Linked DNA regions of Takifugu rubripes: region 2 is linked to region 1. Evidence: chromatin contacts called from public Hi-C data. All regions are on one chromosome and are shown on one strand. The core of a region is the stretch at or near the end of the contact, and the rest is flanking DNA. Distances in the headings are between cores, read along the strand shown. Region 1 holds the start of twsg1a (twisted gastrulation BMP signaling modulator 1a). Region 2 holds the start of lrrc30a (leucine rich repeat containing 30a).

Region 1 (3,521 bases), core at 259-2,758:
CGCACATTAAAAATTTCAGATGTTTTCAAAGTGAGTGGTCATAAATTGTGTATAGACTGTGCTCTTAATTTTCTAACTTATTTTATACATAAACGATTGTGCATTTGTAAATATACATGTAATTATTGTTTTAAACTTGTAAAAAAATAGATATTTTGATTGTAATCTTATGTCATGTTTTAATGGACCAAAGTTGGTTTTTATATCGTTGTCCTCTGTGATGTTGTTGTTGGCTTCTGAAACATCTGTTGGCTTTGGTTGTTTCTCATTTGGATTTACCGGTTTCTTCCTTCATTTCAAGTTTAGCGTCCAAGCTGGTGTTATTTGACTTTGGCAGTTAAATGCTGTGCATGCGTCGCTTTCGTTGTACGTTTTCCTACAGATCTTTATTGTGGACTTGACGGTGAGGTTTTCTGACGTGTTCCAGCGTTTTTGGGTTTTTTTGTGTGTGTGTGTGTGTGTGCGCGTGTGTGTGTGTGCGTTTTGTTTCGCACCATCGTGTTCTCCTGTTCTGCTGCCTCATGTGTCCATGGTCTCTCACGTACACACACTGATGTCTGGTGTGGCTTCCTGAGGTTGGGAAAGAAAAAGAAAACAACTAAACTTTTACAGATTCAGTGTGAGATCACAGCAAAACCTATTTTTTCAACAATGCCTTTTGAACGATAGTTCTAAAAAAAAATGTCTATTTTAATATTTACTTGTTACATTTCTTGTACATATTTGTAATATACTATTGAATAAATTTTATTTGTTGTGAAATAAAACGCTGTTTTTGGTGTATTTCCATTGCAGGAGTTTGACATCCGATTTCAGGAAAAGGTCCAATTTGAAAATCGAATCTTCAGTTGGATGTAGTTTTAGGAGTCGCCAGCAGGTGTCGCTGTACAGCCACTGTGGTATGATTGACCCAGTTTGGACGCCAAAATTTTGGGGGATTTATTTATTGCACTTGCTTAAACGTTTTTTGGTTTTTTGTTTTGTTTTTTGTTTTAAAAGACTAGACAATGATTTAGAAATATTAAATATTACCTTTCTGAATTAAACACATCGCTTGCAAAGGATTTTAAATAACGATCTACTTCAATAGTGCTCAGGGACTGTTCTCTTTATCTTATCTTTACATAAAATCACATCTTTGGACTTTCTGCTGGACTATTAGGTTCTATTTTATTCCAAACCAAAACGTAACGTTTTAAATCTGAATAAATTATGGGACTTTTCCCCCCCACTGATGATTCTGCAGAGTATAAACAGACCAGCCTGACTCCATTTAAAGAAAATCACATTAACTTCCCAAATTCTTTCCCCGGCTTGTAAAAACAACTATTTTTATTTGGATACTGCGGCAAATCCCAGAGATAAAAAGTCCCTGAAACTTGATCCTGTCTTCCGTCCCTTTTGCCCGCTGGAAGTGGAGCTTATGGCGGTTTGGGTGACACCTAAAACAACGCACCTGGACACCTGTGGAGCTAAAATGGCTCATCAGAGCGTCTCTGTGGAGCTGCAACACACGCAGCAAGCGGCGGTCCTTCTCTTCTCGGAGGGGGGTCCGCGCGACTTCACGGCTTCCGAATCCCCCTTTTCTTACCTAATGAGCACACTCACGCTGCCGCAGATAAGAGCGAGGAACAAAGGCTCGTTTAATCGAGTGGGGGTGGCTTGGACAGGAAAGGATTGTTTGGTAGACGACTGCGTTTTCTCGCGCTTTTGTTTTTCCTTTTTACGCGCAAGACTTTTACGCACAATATTCCGGCGAAGCGCACAAGGTAACTCGACGTTTGTCTGTGGCTTCAGGGCGGGGGGGAAGACCCGTGTCCGCTACACGGAACACACTCGGCCAGCGAGCGTGTGTGTCGGTGTGTGTCTGACTGACCCCAGGCCCGGCGTTTGGCTGCGCAGACGTTGGGGAGAAAATGGAGTGTGTGCCTTTAAGGCGCCCGACTGCCTGTCGCTTTTTGCTGCGGAGAGACTGACGCCCTCTGGACACAGTGGACACTTGAGCGTCTGTGGAGCACCATCCTGGAGAGGTTCAAAGGAAAAACAAAAGTAGCTCCACTTCTTTCTGAAGGAAAAGGTCGAGGTCTTGCGTCCAGCGTGTCGGTAAGTTTCCGGGCCCGTCCTGTCTGCGCTATTCTGCACTTTTACTGCGTTTGGTTGTGTCGTGGCTCCGGACGAGCGAGAGCGAGTTTTGGTGCTGGCGATGAACATAAAAGAGGTGAAGAAACACGTCCAGGAGTGAGGGAGTGTGTGTTCCTCACGCGTTCTCATGTGGAGTGGAACAATGTGCAGCAAAACGCGGGACTCGCCGCTGTAAAGGCGTTACGTAAAAAAAAATAGGTGAAGGAAGCTGATGTTGCCAGATGTGCCTTATTCCTGGGTTCCGAGCAGCGTTGTTGTTTTGAATGAAATGTGACACAGGCCTTGGAGAAATGTCTTCCCTCATGCTGACGTTTTTGAGGTTGCAGCAAATTCAATGGTACATCTAAATGTCCTCAAACACGGGAAATAATGATTGTTGGGGATTCTTGTTTTAAAGATCTTTTTAAAAAAACTGCAAAACATTTATTTAAAATGTCCTCACGACGGTGAACCTGCAAAGTAATTGAAGTTATTAGATAAATGTAGAGTATTTGGAGAAATGGCAGGATACTAAAGAAAATGTGCTTTTTGGGGGTTTATCTGTGAAAACTCTGAGTTGGTGATGACGAACTGCTATGACTGCAGCAGCTCGGCCATGTTTGCTCCCTGACCTCCTCTCTGTGGCCGTGCTGATGTTCTAGGAGTTTCCAGTAAGGTGCTGGTGAGCTGTCAGGATGAGGCCCGGTCAGACGACCCTCCCCGCCGCCGCCGCCACTCTCCTCTTCCTCCTGTCGGGGCTGGCTCTGACCTCCGGCTGCAACAAGGCGCTCTGTGCCAGCGACGTCAGCAAGTGTCTCATCCAGGTAAAAGTCGCCCGTCCACTCTGACTCCAGATCAGTATAACCCGCGGAGGTCGGCGTCAGAACATCCAGAAGCGTGACGAGGCCAAAGAATTAACGCAAAAGTCTGACACTCGTTTTCCTCTTGAGCTTCAATAGTTTAATCGTGCCTCTAAGTTGTTCCACGTGTGGCTCCAACTCTCTCCCATCTCTATTGTTATAAACAAGCAACCAGAAAAATGCAAAAGTCAACGTTGTCGTGCACGGCTGGCTGTACGGATCTGGACCGGCACCGGCCCCTCCCAGGTTTTTTGCCTTCAGAACTGCCTCAGTTCTTCGTGGCGTACGCCAACAAGGTGTTGGAAAGCGATTTTGTTCCGTATTGGTGTGATGACATCAGACAGTTGCGGCAGATTCGAATCTGCCGTCCCACCACATCCCAGAGGTGATCCACTGGACTGAGATCTGGTGGCTGGAGTACAGACAACTCATTGTCTGGTTCCAGAAACCAGTGTGAGATGGTCTGAGCTCTGTGAGATGGCAGTAGCCATCAGAAGATGATTTCCTAATTCTGACCCGACCATCTGATGGTGGAGCTGA
Region 2 (3,521 bases), core at 396-2,895, 250 kb after region 1:
AATAAAAAACAGTCACTGTGAAATATTTTAGGGTTAGTCCCATAAAAGTTGCACATATCACTGATTTATCTCACAGATTTGTAATAGTGTCACTATATTGGCAAAAAGCAGAATTTATTATTTTTTTGTTTTTTACTTCCGTCAGCATAGTTGTTTGCTTTTTCACCTTCCCTTGATGGTTCTTTCCATGTCCCACATTGATCTCACGGTCCCTCTACAGCAGACAGTGAGCTGACCTGTGGCTGACCTTCATGCCGTCACAGGCCAAAAATCAACTGACCTTTAACCGGCCCACAAATGTGACGCCTGTGAATTTATGGGCCACATGTGAAGTCCTCAGATGAGATGCACTGAATACATTTACAGTCTTATTTCATCATTGCAACGGAAAAGGTTCATTTGTCTCTAGTTTCAGCAGCATGCTGCAGTAAACACTGACCACTATGTGCAGGAAGTGTCTCCATACTCTTCTGATACACCAACACAGAGCCTCATGTGGGTTTGAGGTAGTTATAGAGGGCGCTGAGTCCACCTTGTAGAACCTCCTGGATGGGTTTGAGGAGAGGGTTGTGAACAATATGAAGTCCTTTATCCAGTGGGTGGCAGGCGAGTCTCCCAAGTCTGCTCAGAAGATACATTTCCACTGGGACATTTTGCAGCTCGTTGAAGTCGACGTTGAGGAGTTCGAGAGAGTTCATAGAGCACAGCGTCTTGGGAAGAGTGTGGATACTGTTTCCCTCCACAATGAGAATCTTCAGGTTGACCAAATCCTGGATCTGGTCTGCAATGGTCTCCAGACGGTTGCAAGCCAGGTGGAGAAAGACCAAGCCCTTCATGCTATACACGCAGGTGGGGATGTGAACGATGTGGTTGTAGCTGAGATTAAGTTTGGTCAGGTTGTGCATGGTGGCCAAGCTGCCGGGGAGGCTCGCGATCTGGTTGTTGGCCAAACTCAGAACCTCCAGGCAGGTGCAGGAGCCCAGCTCCTCCGGGACCTCACTCAGTCGGTTTCGGCAGGCAAAGAGGACGCGCAGCTTCTTCAGCAAGCCGATCTCAGGCGGCAGGCTGGACAGGTTGTTGCCCCACAGGTTAAGGATCACAAGGTTGTCCAAAGAGCCTACGGCAGCGGGCAGGGAGCACAGGCAGTTCATGGACAAGTTGAGTTTTTGCAGCTCTCTGAGTTCCCACAGCTCCGCAGGGGTCCTGCTCAGACCCTGCATGGCCAGACTGAGGGTGCTGTAGCCAAAGTGGATCATGGTGTGTCTGCGGAACCTCTCTGTGGCCGAGGGCACGCTGAACTGCCCGTCTCTGGAACCGTTTCTCCTTTGACTCACATCGCTCAGCTCCTTGGGGACGCCGCGGGAATGCTTCCCCCCCATCGTCCTGTCGAGTCTACCGCCAGTAACGGGGTGTCAGCATGTGGGTTGGCGTCCTAGCAACCTTTAAAGGGTTTTTAAAAGAGAATGGCAGCTGATTGGGTTCTGAAGCGGGCCGCACGGCACATGATCCGCTCCGCGCATTTGTTTTCGAACTCCCAACGTTTGGCAGCAGCCACACACTCGCCGTCCCGAGTTTCCGTCACAGTGTTGAGTTGCAGGCTGTTGTAACTGAGCACTTTGGGGGGCTCGTGGTCTGTGGCTGTCAGACAAACCACCCGTCTTACTGGATTTCATGGCCCAGCTGGTCCTGTCACTTTGCGAGTCCACAGATAGCACTCTGCTCATGTTCCACCCACTCCCAAAGAGACAGACTTGGGATAGGATGCAGTGTAAGCTCAGCCAGCTGTAGTTTCTGCCACGTGGAACATCGCCGCAGTTACTGCCACCCACTTTTCAACCTTCAACTAGCCTTCAAATTTTCAAAGTTAGGAATCACCCAGACATTTGACATTTGCTTCTATGCGCTCTCTTTTGTCAGCCTGACTGTGCCTTTGTGCTCGATCTTCTCTTTGAACTTAAACGTAGCATCAAGCTAGCAGCGGTAGAGGCACCGGATCATATCTTAAAAAAGTAACAGTTCTTAGAGGTATTAGTGGAAACTTATGCACGAGCCTGTGCTGGTTTACTCTCAAGTGCAAAAGGACACAGAACATTCCAGTGTATTCCTAGAAAACTATACTCATTCAAAATCCCATTTATCAGGCTCCAGAGGGAAAGCTCGCCTTCGGTAACAGCCCAGCTGGTGCACATTCACTTCTGAACTTGTCTTTCCCCCCAGCAACTTTTTACCCCAAGGTAAAATGTATTTTTTTTGTTGTTTTTTAACAGACTTCTTTAGGTACCTTGACTGGAAACCATTTGTCCCATTCCCTTTCAAAACTCCACTTTAAAAAGCAAAAGAAATTATAACTTTCTCCACTTTCCCTCATTTGCATGAATCATTTGCACTTGAAGCAGTTCATGGGGTGGTGGAGATATTCTCCGTCACAGAATGTTAATTCTCTTTGAGATGCTTTAAATTAAGGCCACACCAATTTACAATTTACGCTCACATTCTTTTTCTTTTTTTTTTTACAAAACAGGTGTTTTACATTTTGATAATGCTGCTGTTTGCAATAAATAACAGCAAATGAAACCAAAAACTACCGAAGATCACAAGTCACAGATGACTGATAGATTTAAAATGTTGTTGAGTAAATAAAACCTGTTAATCAAAACAAATTCTCAGTCAGTTTATTACTATAACTATGTAAAGTTGCTATTTTGTCTTTTGCAAACTCATAAAACTATAATAACCTGATCGTAACACCATGTACACATGTGATGAGCAATCTAAACATTTTAATATTAAATATAGTGAGCGCTAAGCTTGGCTACATGTTTAGAAAAGTCATTTAGATTACAAATTTACTCAAGTGCTCGCTGCGTAGGATCGTGAGCTAGCCAAAAGTGACTTTTGCGCTCAAAATAAACACAATTTCCATCCATATGTCATCTTCTAGGGTGCGAGTCAGGTGATTAGCAGATTCATGTAACAGGAGAGGTCTATATTCACACGGCGTGAACATGTTACATAAACATCGGGGAGTAAATGGGACCTTGGACCTGATCCATTTTCAGGAGCAGACTTACACAGTCTGACCAGGACTTAGAGCAGCCTTAGTCATCATTCCTTCCCTAGTCTGGTAATCAAGAAAGTGCACTGGGAACAGTAATGACAGTTCACAGTGATATCCAACTCTGGGAGCTCTGGGACACGGCTACATCAGCACTTATAAATGACAGGTCACGTCATAGATTTGCTGAATTGGACATTGGGGACCTGCTCTGTGGGATGGGGGGGGGGGGGGGGGGGGGGGGCAGCAGCTTGTGCAGCATGTCAGAGATAGATCTTTAGTAAATATTAACGTCTCCATGTCACACGAGCTTGTGTGTGGCTGCAGCTTTAATTGTGTGCACAGGAATTCACGACCAGATTGTAACTATGTGAGCTGTCCTCTCTGTGAAGCAGTAGCCATCAGAGAAGCAACACATCGTGGCGTAGCTAGATATTCACGTGTCTGAGTGTTCAACTTGGATTAC

Evidence for each region. Hi-C and Micro-C count contacts between places; a contact is called where the count stands out from the background.
Region 2: a contact with region 1 is called in a Hi-C map of muscle, with 9 times the contacts expected there. The contact joins the promoter of lrrc30a here to the promoter of twsg1a in region 1. A contact is called at or near these places in 2 of 2 Hi-C or Micro-C datasets (muscle and an unstated tissue).

Annotation. Positions count from the first base shown.
Region 1 is chr22:3,290,602-3,294,122 of fTakRub1.2, forward strand. twsg1a (twisted gastrulation BMP signaling modulator 1a) reads left to right here and starts at 1,509. Exons shown (of 5, transcript XM_003975346.3): 1 at 1,509-2,103; 2 at 2,784-2,945. The coding sequence starts at 2,817. It overlaps ankrd12 (ankyrin repeat domain 12), which reads left to right. Exons shown (of 12, transcript XM_011616157.2): 12 at 1-780.
Region 2 is chr22:3,536,172-3,539,692 of fTakRub1.2, forward strand. It overlaps lrrc30a (leucine rich repeat containing 30a), which reads right to left and starts at 1,646. Exons shown (of 1, transcript XM_003975341.2): 1 at 1-1,646. The coding sequence starts at 1,379. The coding sequence ends at 492.